Linked DNA regions of Mus musculus: regions 1 and 3 are each linked to region 2. A link is a contact called in public HiChIP or PLAC-seq and promoter capture Hi-C data. All regions are on one chromosome and are shown on one strand. The core of a region is the stretch at or near the end of the contact, and the rest is flanking DNA. Distances in the headings are between cores, read along the strand shown. Region 1 overlaps Cttn (cortactin). Region 2 holds the start of Nadsyn1 (NAD synthetase 1). Region 3 holds the start of Cttn (cortactin).

Evidence for each region. Promoter capture Hi-C pulls out the DNA fragments that hold promoters and counts their contacts. HiChIP or PLAC-seq counts read pairs in DNA pulled down with a chosen protein or histone mark.
Region 1: a promoter capture Hi-C map of neural stem cells shows a contact between it and region 2. The contact joins the enhancer-like site here to the promoter of Nadsyn1 in region 2. A contact is called at or near these places in 3 of 39 promoter capture datasets (hippocampal neurons, liver and neural stem cells), 1 of 484 Hi-C or Micro-C datasets (the N1E-115 cell line), 5 of 115 datasets of contacts at active chromatin or transcription factors (astrocytes, embryonic forebrain, forebrain and 2 more) and 2 of 9 other capture datasets (adipose tissue and embryonic stem cells).
Region 3: a contact with region 2 is called in an H3K4me3 HiChIP or PLAC-seq map of forebrain, with 8 times the contacts expected there. The contact joins the promoter of Cttn here to the promoter of Nadsyn1 in region 2. A contact is called at or near these places in 6 of 39 promoter capture datasets (the 3T3-L1 cell line, embryonic stem cells, hippocampal neurons and 2 more), 7 of 484 Hi-C or Micro-C datasets (the N1E-115 cell line, cortical neurons, embryonic stem cells and 3 more), 12 of 115 datasets of contacts at active chromatin or transcription factors (bone marrow-derived macrophages, craniofacial prominence, differentiating embryonic stem cells and 5 more) and 3 of 9 other capture datasets (adipose tissue, embryonic stem cells and pancreatic islet).

Annotation. Positions count from the first base shown.
Region 1 is chr7:144,447,576-144,451,992 of GRCm38.p6, reverse strand. It overlaps Cttn (cortactin), which reads left to right. Exons shown (of 18, transcript NM_007803.5): 11 at 905-1,015; 12 at 2,378-2,433. Among named protein-coding and RNA genes, the nearest start is that of Gm34561, 18 kb to the right of the region's middle. Within about 2 kb of position 2,257, at least 72 of the 459 cell types and tissues checked have an H3K27ac peak or open chromatin away from gene starts, as enhancers often do. A contact at or near this core is called in the N1E-115 cell line, liver and neural stem cells, where this site is marked.
Region 2 is chr7:143,820,894-143,825,644 of GRCm38.p6, reverse strand. It overlaps Nadsyn1 (NAD synthetase 1), which reads left to right and starts at 2,793. Exons shown (of 21, transcript NM_030221.2): 1 at 2,793-2,986; 2 at 4,413-4,473. The coding sequence starts at 2,902. Dhcr7 (7-dehydrocholesterol reductase) reads right to left here and starts at 2,478. Exons shown (of 9, transcript NM_007856.2): 1 at 2,105-2,478.
Region 3 is chr7:144,469,153-144,473,728 of GRCm38.p6, reverse strand. Cttn (cortactin) reads left to right here and starts at 2,794. Exons shown (of 18, transcript NM_007803.5): 1 at 2,794-3,040.

The DNA.
Region 1 (4,417 bases), core at 1,008-3,507, 630 kb before region 2:
GGGCCCTCTGGGACGCTCGTGTCGTCCCTCGGTGGGTCACGTGCTTCATGTCAGCCGCGTTTCTGTCTTGAGTTTTGTTCTCACGATGTGAAGTTGTCCATGTCTCCACTAGTTCCAGAAGTCCCCATAGGCAGCAGGGGGATAGGGTGATCCGTCCCATCTCACCCCATGCCAAGGCTGCAGCCCCTGGGAGCCTGGTTACTGCGGCACCCTTGGAGGGGTCCTTTGTCCTCCAGGTTCCTGGGTTCTCCTTTATAAGGTGGGCTCTGATATGTGGAAGGCACACTTTTTTTTTTTTCTTTTTTGGTTTTTCGAGACAGGGTTTCTCTGTGTAGCCCTGGCTGTCCTGGAACTCACTTTGTAGACCAGGCTGGCCTTGAACTCAGAAATCCGCCTGCCTCTGCCTCCCTAGTGCTGGGATTAAAGGCGTGCACCACCACGCCCGGCTTGAAGGCACACTTCTTTCTGCAGTTCTGGAGATAGAACTCCAGGAACTGGTCTGTGCTGGGCAGGGTCTGTATCTGAGTCTCCCTCAAATCCTTGCACACTTCTGTTCTAATTAGGAATTTTTCTTGTCACAGTGGGAACTCTGTCCCAGGGAAAGCTGGTTTGAGGAGGGTAAAACCCTGTAGCTGTATTCAGCCGTCCCTTCAGGCAAACCTTGAAGCCTGGAGTAGCTTTAACTAAACTTTACCATCCAGTTCTGATCCTGCTTCTGCGTCTCAGCTGAAGTCTACTGACCTTAAGTTTGTTTGTTCCTTTACGCTTTGGTCAATGTTAGATCAACAGGCCCAGATCAGAGGTCTGAACATGACGTACTGGACCAGTGCGCGTGTTCCCGTGATTCTAACCTAGCTGTCTCCTCTCTCGGTCATGCTCCTCACTGTCTCCCGTGGATCTCCAGACTATAAGACTGGTTTCGGAGGCAAATTTGGTGTTCAGTCCGAGAGGCAGGACTCCTCCGCTGTGGGGTTTGATTACAAGGAGAGATTGGCCAAGCACGAGTCCCAGCAAGGCACAGTTCCCCCCCACCCCCACCCCCCCACCAGCCCTTGCAGTGCAGCTGACTTGGAGCAGACTTCAGGGTTTACCGCAGTGCCTGTGACAGTTCCCTGTGCCGCCAGCTGCCAGCGATGGCCTCCACTCAAGTGTCATGCTAGAGCAACATCCCGGAGCTTGGTCCTTTTCCTCCCCCACCCCACCCCTGTTCTTTTTTTCCCTCCAGCCTTCTGGGTTGAGGTTAGGAGGCACTCTGCAGGCCAGGTTGGTATAGTATCTGCAGGGAACACCTCTGGCCTCATCGCTGCAGACCCCCAGCGCTGACTCTCTGACCCATAGGGAGTTGGGTTTGCTTCTCTCAGACCTGATGTTAACCACACACTGGGGTGGTGGAGAATGAAAGATGTGTTTCATGTGCTCCCTGTGTCTTTGTTTACAGAGGTGTGGATTTTTGTTGCTGTTTTTTGTTTTTTGTTTTTGTTTTTGTTTCTTTTTGGCCAGGTATACAAGGTTTTATGTGTGTGTTTGTTTTGGTTTTTGGCCACACGGACTTGTGTGTAGTATCTGTCTCCACCCAGAGCCTTACCCTAGTGCACACTGTGTGTGGCTGATACTGGCAGGTGGAGGCATGCCCTGGGGATCTCAGAAGCTATTGCAGTTTTTCTCTTTGAGAGGTCAGACCTGGTTCCCAGAGCCAACCTGGTTCCTAGAAGCTGAGCACCCAGGCAGAGGCCTGTGACTCCCTGGATCAGGGTGGACTGTGGGCTCCCAGATGCCATCAGGCCCAGAGTGAATGTACTTGGTGCTGGCCCAGCAGATTGTGTGGAGGTGGCCATTGGTTCCTGTGATGTCAAGGCTGCATGACTGTCACTTTCATGTGTTTGTGTGTGGCAGCAACAGACATACTTGTCTGGTGGCATTTCCACACAGAGTTTTTGTTTTGTTTTGTTTTTTGTTTTTTCTTTTAAAAAGCAAGAGAACAAACCACGATGGGGCCTCTAATTAGTGCCCAGTAGAGCAGGCGCCCAGGAAGCAGATGAGAATAAGGCCCTGGCTGGTGCGAAGACTGTGCTATAGAAGTGTGCACTGCAAAGGCCTGTCCTGTGTCCTCCCTCCTTGGCTTCCTTCCCGCTGGCCTGCCGCCCATCCCCTCCCTGTCCCCATTCCTGGAAGCATGCCCACACCTCTCCTACTCCCTGCCTGCACTGGGCACTGTGGTTAGACAGCTGGCTCTGCCAGGAGAGCCTGTCCTCGGGCAGCTTTCACGTCCCTCCGCTCTGGTCTGTGTCCCCGGGCTGTTTGTGGATCCATGCGCATGTGCCTGCCACTGCTCGCCCATCCTCAGCCTCACGTAAGTCTCACCTTTACCACCTTTTAGACTATGCCAAAGGATTCGGCGGGAAGTATGGGGTGCAGAAGGATCGGATGGACAAGGTAAGACTGGTGAGCCATGGTGGGGATGTCTTCCGAGGGCCGTTGGCTCACTACATGGAGGTCTGTCCAGTGACATTAGGTATATCATTCCATGGCTCTGGAGTGGCCACCTGGGAACCCTGCATACCTCATGTGGCACACTGTGGGTTCATTCTGTTTCACATGTGGGGCTGAGGCCAACCAAGCTGAGTACTTGGTCACAGCACAGCAGTTAGCAGGAGGGATCTTGGGTGAAATTGAGGCACTTGATACAAGGGTCTTGGGACCTATTTGACCTTTTTTTTTTTTCTGACGCTTTATTTATTACGTATACAGTGTTCTGCTTGCATGTGTGCCTGCACACCAGAAGAGGGCACCAGATCCCATTATAGATGGTTATGAACCACCATGTGGTGCTGGGAATTGAACTCAGGACCTCTGGAAGAGCAGCCAGCAAGTGCTTTTAACCTCTGAGCCATCTCTCCAGCCTGACTATTTGAACTTTTTTTTTGTTTGTTTGTTTGTTTTTTTTTTGTTTTGTTTTTTCGAGACAGGGTTTCTCTGTATAGCCCTGGCTGTCCTGGAACTCACTCTGTAGACCAGGCTGGCCTCAAACTCAGAAATCTGCCTGCTTCTGCCTCCCGAGTGCTGGGATTAAAGGTGTGCGCCACTACTGCCTGGCTTGAACTTTTAATTATTAGCAGAAAGCCAGGCAAAAACCAGTTCTCAGAATTGCTTAGTGGCCACATTTAGTCACTGTCTGTTACCACAGACGGGGGAACTGGACTACTTACTAGTCTTGTTGCAGTGGGCCAGCACCTGGGACATCCTGGGCCTTAGCCTGCCCTTTTTCACTTTTTCCTTCAGATAGGGTCCTGCTGTGCCACCCAGGCAGGCCTGGGACTTGAGGTGCTTCTGCCTCGGCCTTCGGGGTCTGGCATTGGTGGCCAGTGCCATCCTGTCCAGCTTTGTCTTTTAGTCATGAAAGCGTGTTCCTGTGGTAACAGATTGCTCCTTCTCTCCAGATCCCCTCATCAGCCTGTTGTTGCTTTTAATCAGTTCCAGAACCCTGTAAGGTCAGCTGTGAGCTGGTGAAAGTTGTTTTTCTAGTATGTCAGCCAGTGGTGGGGAAAGCTATTGCTAGACAGCTCTGTGGGTTCTCCAGTGGTCTGGCAGGGGCTGCTTTCCTCTGCCTGAGGTGAGCTGCATACTCTCAACTGCACAGATGCCAATGTTCCTTCCTGCCCTTGACTGTGGTCACACATGGCGTGCCTGGGTCATCCCCTGAGTTGTTCTTCCTTTAGACTCAGCTCACTGTGGTTGGCTTCATCCTGGGCATCTCCCAGGTCACCAGGGTATCTCACAGGAGACCCCTAGAGCAAAGCTGGTGGCTTGTGCTAACTGGCCCTGAGGAAGCAAGATGAACTGAGTTTAAGAATGATGATATGTAGTCAGGTGGTGTGCACACCTTGAATCCCAGTACTCAGGTTGCAGAGGCAGGCAGATCCCTGAGTTCAAGGCCAGTCTGATCTACAGAGAGTTTCAGGATAGCCAGGCCTTTACAGAGAAACCCTGTCTCCAAAACAAAAACAAACTCATTGTGTGTATGCATGTATATGTGTATGTGCCACCAAGTATACTTGGTAGTCAAAGGACAGCTTGTGTGAGTTGGTTTCTACCATGTGGGTCCCAGGGTTTGAACTCGGGACACTGGGCTTGGAGGCAAGTGCCTCTACCCAGTGAACCCTCTCACTGGTCCCTGGGCTGAGGTTTGAGGGCAGATGGTCAGTGACAAAGCAGAGGATGGGACAGGAGCCTGCTTTGGGAACAAGGTCATTGCAGATATGGAAGAGTGAGGGTGGCGATTCTATTTCCTGCTGTGGGGGAAGCCTATGGAACATTCAGCCTTTACTGAAGGAGCCTGAGTCCGGGCACAGCTGCACACACCTGTAACCCAGCACTCGACAGAGCAGAGGGCGGGCTTGGTGTGATTCCAGGCAGTGGT
Region 2 (4,751 bases), core at 1,544-4,043:
CCCACCAATCCCTGAGCTTAAAGTCCCACCAATCTTTGAGCTTTTCCCAAGCTTAAGACTTTAAATCCCACCAATCCCTCACCCTGGAAATCTCCACCCTGAAAAATACACCTTCCCCAAGAAACTCTACATAAAGCCTGCCTCCCACTCAGGTTTCTGCTGCCTTTAGGCTGAGCAGAGGCAGCCACCCTCTTGTGTCTTTCCTAATAAATTTCTTGTGTGAAATTTGCTATGCACTGTGAATTGTAGTATTCCTTGGCTTCCTACTGCCAGGAAAACTCCCACAGAGCTGCAGTACTTACACTGGGGAAAACTTTCCCCTCAGAGCTGTGTCACTCACACGCTGGCCCTTCTTTTTACAGGTGTCTAGCAGACGCTGTAGCCCATCTATCAAGACACATTCTAAGAACTTCATTCTTGACGCAGCCTGAAGGGTCTAGATTGGCTTTCCTCTGAGGGAGGAAGTGAGGCCTGAATCCCTGGGCCTGAGGAAAAATGGCTGAGGAGGAACTAGACCTAAAGAAGTTGTATCTAGATATGGAAGTCTCTACATGGACCATCCTTTCATCTCAGCTCCAAACTTTGTCTCTGTAACTCCTTCCAAGGGTGTTTTGTTCCCACTTCTAAGGAGGGGCATAGTGTCCACACTTCAGTCTTCATTTTTCTTGAGTTTCATGTGTTTAGGAAATTGTATCTTATATCTTGGGTATCCTAGGTTTTGGGCTAATATCCACTTATCAGTGAGTACATATTGTGTGAGTTCCTTTGTGAATGTGTTACCTCACTCAGGATGATGCCCTCCAGGTCCATCCATTTGGCTAGAAATTTCATAAATTCATTCTTTTTAATAGCTGAGTAGTACTCCATTGTGTAGATGTACCACATTTTCTGTATCCATTCCTCTGTTGAGGGGCATCTGGGTTCTTTCCAGCTTCTGGCTATTATAAATAAGGCTGCTATGAACATAGTGGCTGACACCATTGCATACATGTATTAGTCAGGGTTCTCTAGAGTCACAGAACTTATGGATAATCTCTAAATAGTAAAGGAATTTATTGATGACTTACAGTCGGCAGCCGAATTCCCAACAATTGTTCAGTCGCAGCTGTGAATGGAAGTCCAAGGATCTAGCAGTTACTCAGTCTCACGCAGCAAGCAGGCAAAGGAGCAAGAGCAAGAGCTAGACTCCCTTCTTCCAATGTCCTTATATTGTCTCCAGCAAAAGGTGTAGCCCAGATTAAAGGTGTGTTCCACCACACCTTTAATCCCAAATGAAAGGCATAGCCCAGATTAAAGGTGTGTTCCTTAACTCGGAGATTAAATCTTCTGGAATCCATAGCCACTATGGCTCAAGATCTTCAAACCAAGATCCAGATAAGGATCTCCAAGCCTCCAGATAAGGGTCACTGGTGAGCCTTCCAATTCCGAATTGTAGTTCATTCCAAATATTGTCAAGTTGACAACCAGGAATAGCCACTACAATACACTAGCAAGATTTTATCGAAAGGACCCAGATGTAGCTGTCTCTTGTGAGACTATGCCGGGGCCTAGCAAACACAGAAGTGGATGCTCACAGTCAGCTAATGGATGGATCACAGGGCTCCCAATGGAGGAGCTAGAGAAAGTAGCCAAGGAGCTAAAGGGATCTGCAACCCTATAGGCGGAACAACATTATGAACTAACCAGTACCCCGGAGCTCTTGACTCTAGCTGCATATGTATCAAAAGATGGCCTAGTCGGCCATCACTGGAAAGAGAGGCCCATTGGACACGCAAGCTTTATATGCCCCAGTACAGGGGAACGCCAGGGCCAAAAAGGGGGAGTGGGTGGGTAGGGGATTGGGGGTGGGTGGGTATGGGGGACTTTTGGTATAGCATTGGAAATGTAAATGAGCTAAATACCTAATAAAAAATGGAAAAAAAAAGTTGTATCTACTTTGATTGGTGTTACCCAAACGCAAAAGGGACAGGAATGAGAAAGGGCTCAGGTTGATGCACAGGGAATCCAGACTGCTGTGAGCCAAAGAAGCAGGACACACCCATTCCCTCTGTGAGCTCTCTGTGAGCTCCTACTGACAAAATTGACACAAATTAACTGAACACACCTGCGAAGTGGAAACTTTGAGAGATCCCTTCCATCAGACTGGCCTGTGCTTGTCTGTGGAGCATTTTCATAACCGATGATTGATGTGACGGCCTTGGCCCACTGTGGGTGGCGCTACCCCTGGCTGGTGGTCCTCAGTGGTGCAAAAAAAAAAAAAAAACAGGCTGAGTAAGCCTTCAAGCAAGCCAGTGGGCAGAAGTCCTCTTTGGTCTCTGCTTCAGTTCCTGCCTCAACTTCCCTTCATTACAGACTATGAGCTATAAGGTGAAGTGAGCCCTTTTCCTCCCCAGCTGCTTTTTGCCACGTGTTCATCACAGCGACAGAAAGCAAACCTGACATTACTTTTGGTGGCAGAAAACAAGCCTTTCATGACCTATCAAAAGTCGCTCAGATGGCAAAGGAAATGATCCAGGACGCTCTGACCTTGGGCAACAGCGGGACGCTGAGACAACCTTACTGCGCAGGCGCTCCTTAGGGCCCTACTTTAAAGGGTGCGCTTTGTGCAGGATCTCCGCGGGGGCGGGGTCTCACGGAAGGGCGCGCACTGCGAAAGTGAGAAGGGGTGTGGCTGTGGAGGGCGAAAGGACGGGGCTTCCGGGTAAGACACGGTCTGCGCCGGCGCAGTTCTGGAGGCGGTGCAGAAGCTGGGCTATGACGGCAGAGGGGCGGGGCTATGGCGAGCCGTGGGGAGGGGCCTCTAGGAAACCAAGCTACGCAGGCGTAGACCGGACAGTCCGGCTAGTATCTTCCCTGTGGTCTCCGTTATTACACCGTCCCAGCCTGGAACCTGTAACCAGCATGGGCCGGAAAGTGACCGTGGCCACCTGTGCACTCAATCAGTGGGCCCTGGACTTTGAGGGCAATTTCCAGAGGATTTTAAAGAGTGAGTTTTGGGGTGGCGGGAGACAGGAAGAAGTCAAAGTCCACAATGGGTAGGACATGGCAGTCCAGGCCAGCTTTGCCCAGGAGAGACTCACAGCGCTGGGCGTGGGAACAGATAGAAGGGTAATGCTTGGTGAGCTTTCAGGGCGACTTCCTAATTTGGGGGACATGTGAGGAAGCAAGGCAAGAGTGGAAATAGGAGTGCCCTGCCAGCCAGGCAGACACTGCCCTCATCCATCCTCTAGGATCTGGTGGGTCTCTCTAAGGTTACCTGGGGCAGGGCTGCGCATTCTTGGAACTGTTTCATTGAGATCTAGGCGTTTGCAAAGACTAGAGATCCGTGTTCTAGGGCTCCTGAGGACATTCCTCATGGATTGGCATTGGGAGAAGGCATACTGAAGCCAGAAGAGGTCTCAGGTCAGAGAAGGGTGTTGGCGTTCCATATACCTGTATTGTTGACATTCAGGTCAGCTCATCATTGCCCCCAGAAGATAGAACTGGGGATACTCTGTGCCCAGCTGCAGACTGCTCACCTCAGGTTATCCGTGCTGGAAGCCTCTGCAGGAAGGCTAAATAGGAAAAACAAGAAACAAGCAAAACAACAAGAAAAACCCAAATGTATTATTTATTTCATGTACATATGCACGCCATAATGTGCATGTGGAGGTCAGAGGACAACCTGCAGGAGTCAGCTGTCCTCTTCCACCTTGTGGGTCTGAGTGAGCAGTTCTCAACCTGTGAGCCACAACCCCTGTGAGGGCCAAATGACTCTTGGGCAAGGGTCAAATATCAGATATCGAGCCTCTCAGATATTTACATTATGGTTTATAACAGCAAAATTAGTTGGGGGAGGGGGCAGACGGTCACCACAACATGAGGAGCTGTATTGAAGGGCCATGGTATTAGGATGGTTGAGAACCACTGGTCTAAGTGAACTCAGACTTGTCAGGCTTACCAACGAGTGACTTTACCTACGGAGACATCTGGCTAGCCCAGGCGTTTTTATTTTTTAAAGTAATTTTTGACCTGATTTTGTGGTCAGAGTCTATGTCTTTGCGGTGAAGATGGGCTGCCTTGCCTGCATGTTGGCAGCAGCTCTCAACCTGGGTGCTGGATGCTGACACCAACCTAGGGATGGAAGCCTTCACATCCTGTCTACAGCTTTTCCTTATAGCCAATTTGGGTGTCTGCTTAATGATTATCCATTAAGGTGTGGCTTACCCTCCTAGTACTAAGGTCACCCTACCCTCCCTGTTTCTGAATACCTACACGTGGGTATAGGTGCCTGTTGTCCTCTGCTATTAACAGAAAGGGCTGTAGTTGGTTGGAGCCTGGCTTTGGCTGTATCTACCACAGCAGCCTGCTTTTTCTACCTTTTAATGTATCCTAGCTGCTGAATCCTTCTCCCTCCCTCTCTCTCCATATAGGTATTCAAATTGCCAAAGGCAAAGGTGCAAGATACAGGCTTGGACCAGAACTAGAAATATGGTATGGCTAAGCACACCGGCAGCCCCAACCCCCACCCTTTGGAGGGCAGGTAGTGGAACAAAAGATGGGAAGAAATGGGGCAGAACTGAGAGCAAGAAGATGCATTTAGGATGGCAGCAGCTTGAGAGTGGGCCTTGTTCCGGGCGGGTTGGGGAAGCTGGATAACTTCAGGCTTCCTCATGGTTCAATAGGGGAGTGAGGTTGAACATAAAGCCAACCTGCCTCACCTTCCCTGATGCTGAGGTTTCAATGTCCCGCCAACATTCTTCCATCCCAGG
Region 3 (4,576 bases), core at 1,545-4,044, 650 kb before region 2:
CAGAGAAGTGGCCAATAGCTCCCAGCACCTTTGTGCACTGCCTTTCCTGTTCTGCATTCCAGGGCTCCTGGTTCATTCCTGAAACCGCTGGTCTCTTCGGGCTGAGCTTTGGAGGATACAAACTGTTTGGCCTCAAAGACAGACGATCCATACTTGCAAATCAACTTACTTCCACTTCTTTAAAAGACTGAAAATCTTACTCCTTTCGTCATTATTGAATCAAATAAGATCTATGTGGGAGGCTAGGCGGTGGCTAGGGAGATGGCTCTGCCAGTAGTGATTACAGGACAAACCTGAGGCCTGAGTCCCCAGCACCCACAGAAAAAGCCAAACAGAGGTGTGCACTGGGAATCCCAGCCCCGAGGAGGTAAATGGATGGACTGAGGGCTGCATAGGTGGATGTATGGCTCGGTGGGTGGGTGGATGGGTGTGCATGCTTACTTGACCTACCAGGAACCATACCATCAACAAAACCAGTCTTACCCCCTCCAGCAGCTATCAACTGCCAATAGCTCCTGAGCTAGTGGTGGGAGCCCCATCCCCAGTCCATTCTGGGATGTTGATTGGCTTAATCTTGTGCCAGCAACTACAGCTGTTAGGAGTTCTTGAGTACAGCAGTTCTGCTGTGGCCAGAAAACACTGTTCACTTGTTCTTCTGACCTCAGGCTTTTGTGAATATTATGGGGGCAAATTATTCATTAGTTGATGGATCTTAATTGACTTTGAGTCTAGAATATAGCAGCACTTTGTTGAGTCAGTAGTTCTTTGGAGCTGAGGGGAGAAGGCTGTGTTGTTTGTTTGGTGGTAGTTTTGAGGTACACCCCAGTGAATAGTTTGAAGAAACCAAGACACACAGTGGGCTACTTATTTTACTAGCATTGAACTCAGGTTGTCAGGCTTGGTGGCAGGCACCTTTACCCACTGAGCCATCTCACTGACCTGCACCTCTGATTCTAAGCTGTTCCCATGTGAGAGTTACAGCAAGAGGGGGGTCCTTGTGTGATTTGGAAGTTACTGATTTTCTAGCTGCTACCTCTTCTCAGAAGGGTAAACAAATCTCTGGTTTGGAGGTGAGTTCTCAACTATGGTGCTCAGGCAAAAGCCATCTTCCTGTCTCAGGTGCCCCATCACAGGGACTCAGGCACACACCACTGTCCCTGGTTCAAGAATAGAGCTTGGCTTTTCAGCTTGGGTACGTGGAACTTAGCTTAAGTGACTGACCCCACTTGTTGGGCACGGTTTAGGTACTTAGTATAAAATGATGCCTGTAGTTTTTATTTAACAAAACACTTGAGACCATGGTTTTACTAAAACAACAAGAACAACAACAACTACCCTATGCTAGGAGATGGCTGGGTGTTTGCTCTGCAGGCATGAGGGACTGAGTGTGATCCTCAGAACCAATGAGAGGATGGTGGGTGGAGTGGTGCACATTTGCAATCCCCTCAGCAGAGAAGCAAAGACAGGAGGATCTCTGGGGCCTGCTGACCAGCCAGCTTAGCCTAGTGGATGAACTGCAGGCCAGAGAGATCCTGTCTCAAGCAGTGAGTGGCCTTCCTGAGGAAGATGCCAGAATGTGTCCTTGGACCTCTGTATGTGTGCTCATGCAGTTGAATGCACACTTACATGTGAATTGTGCACACACACATGGGAACATTCTCCTCTGACACCTGACATCTCTTTTTCCTTCCTGATCTATTCATAAATTTTGACAGTTTAGCCTTTTGTTTTCTGCCTTGTGGTGCTAAGGTTGGTACCAGGGCCCTGTACATACTAGACAGGCACTCTACCACTGAATTACATCCCTAACCTCCCTCTTTCATCTCCTTTCTCCTCCTCCTCCTTCTGGAGAGGGGGGCAGGAGAGACAGAATCCCTCACTTGGCTGATCAGGACCAGACTGGCCTCTAAGTGATCCACTTGGCCGCTGCCTTATTAGCTAGCTTTGTTATACAGTCCAGGACACCTGTCTAGGGATGGACCACAGTGGGTTGGCCCTCCTGTATCAAGACAATCATGCCCACAGAATAACCTAAATAAGACAAGTACACATTTGAGATTTTTTTAAAAAAAAATGTGATTCTAGGCTGTTTCAAGTTGACAGTTAATGTCAACTAGGACAGATAGATGAGTGGATGGATAGATAAGTAGATGGATGGTTGACACATGGGTGTATAGGTGACATGTTGGTTAGTTTTTGTCAACTTGACACTAGAGTAATCTTGGAAGAGGAAACCTCAGTTGATGAATTGCCATCAGACTGGCCTGTAGGCTAGTCTGTGGGGGCATTTTCTTGGTTACTGATTGATTCAGAAGGGCCCAACCCACCGTTGTGGGTTGCCACCCTTACACTGGTAGACCTGGGATGTGAAAGAAAGGCTGAGCAAGCCAGTATGCAGCACTCCTTCATAGTCTCTGTTTCAGTTCCTGCCCTGCCTGAGTTCCTGTTCTAACTTCCTTCCCTCAGTGATGGACTATAATTTATGAGCCAAATAAGCAGTTTTCTCCCCAAGCTGTATTTGATCAGTTCTTTTTGTTTTGTTTTGTTTTGTTTGTTTTTCGAGACAGGGTTCAGTTTTTTGATCACAATAGGAAGCAGATAGATGGAAGAATGGATGAACAGATGTATGGCTAGATGAGTGGGTGTATGGGTAGATGGGCAGAAGGACAGATTGGTGGATTGGTGGGTAGAAGATTGACAGGGGAGTGAATGATGCTGTGTAGATCCATGCGTGGGTAGAGAGTTGCAGGGTGGATACATGGTTGGAAGCTGGGTTGAGGGTGAATGTGTGTTGGACAGGGCTTGACGGGTGTTTCTAAATCGGATCTCCGCAGCTGACTGGCGGCCGAGCTGCCTATGAGTCCTGGAACTGTGTATCCTGCTTTCTTGATCAGCTAACAGGAATACGGGGCGGGGACGGCCTGGAATAGGGCGGGATCTTGCGTGGCCCCGGATGCGGCCCCGCCTCCGCGGAACCGGAAGTGAGCGGGCACAGGGAGCGGCGGGGCGCGGCGGGAGCCTGGTGGACCCTGCTGGTGCGGTGAGCGGGGGATGGGCGTCCTAGAGAGCTGCTGGGGGACAGGAAGGGTGTGGGATGATGAGTTGTCAGGGTGCCGGGCCTGGACGGGAGGTTGGGGTACAGGGTCTGGACTGGGCCCAGGTGATCCGAGTGCGGGGCAGGGTCGGGGCCCAGGGGTGCAGGGCCAGGATCTGTTGGTCGAGGCCTCGGAGTGTAGGGCTGGGACCCCTGAGTCAGGATTCCAGGCCAAAACCCGGTGTTCGCGGTGTGGGGCCGGGATTGTGACTTGGGGTGTGTGGCTGGGGTCGGGCGTCGGGACCCGGGCTGCAGGGCTAGGATCGGGGGTTGGAGTGCAGTGCTAGGAGGGGGAACCGGGGTGCAGAGTCAAGGCCAAGGGTTCGCGGTGTGGGTCCGAAATCGGGGGGTTGGGGTTGTGGTGTGGCGCTGGGATTCGGGATTCGGGGTGTAGGGCCAGGATTGGAGGCTCAAAGTCCCGGGTCGCAGGGTCTGGATGGGGACGTCGGAGCCCCGGGTATTGGGCAAGGATCGGAGGTTTCGGACACCAATGCTGAGCCGTTCATCCCGTCATTTGTGGAGTAGCTAGGGGTGCACAGCCGGTCTGGCTCTGAGGGGGCGGGCCCTAGGACACAGGCCCTAGGAATTTTGGACATAAAGAAAGGGGTGGGGTTTCAGAGCAGGAACCCAGGATGAAGTGCTAAGTCGGTTTGGGGTGTTCTAGGTCAGAGTGCATAATTATGGGTCTGTGGTAGTCAGAGTACCAGAACCTGGGAAAAGAATGTAGACCTGAGGCCTGGGAGATGCTGGTGGGGGTAAGGGGACTTTGCTTCTAGAATCTAGTGGAATGATGAGGGCCTGGGGGAAGCTGGTGGGCCTGGGGAGCCTGGGGTTCCAGAACCCAGTGGAATTATGAGGGTCCAAGGACCTGTAGGAAGTTGGTAAGGCTGAGCAGCCGGGTTCCAGCATTGGTCTCTAGTCCTCAGGACTGGGCTGAGAGGCCAACATCTGAGGAAAGGCCTGGGCACCTGAGGGAAATTTGCAATGGGGTCAATGGAAATCCAAGCGCCTAGCTTGCTTCCTGGAGCTAAGGAGCCTGGAATCCAGCCGCCCCTCCTCCTGGGTGTGTGCCCAGTCACTGCAGAGGTGTTTGGGCCTGGTATGTTCCTTTGTTTCCTCTTGGTCCGTGTGAGGGATGGGGACTTGTGGCCAGGGAGAAGGAATTCCCTGTTGTGCCCAGTGAAGCAAGCAGAGGCTTTAGCCCTTCCTAGTGGTTTGCCCTGGCTGCACTGCCTGGGCCTTGCCAGTAAGTAGCCCAAGCTCCAGTAAGTCCTCACCACCCAGTAGACCCTCACAGTCAGAACTTACAGCCCACCCCCCACCCCCCTCCCCCAGCGTCCACCAGGGGTCAGGCCTCTGCTGGCTCACCCAGAGTGAGTCACCAGTTCAGGCCCTGAGTCAACACTGCTTCTCTGTTTGACTGAGAAGGTTGTCACCAGAAGTTTGAAGGAGGGAGAAGCAGCTTTTGTGGGAGCTTCAGAT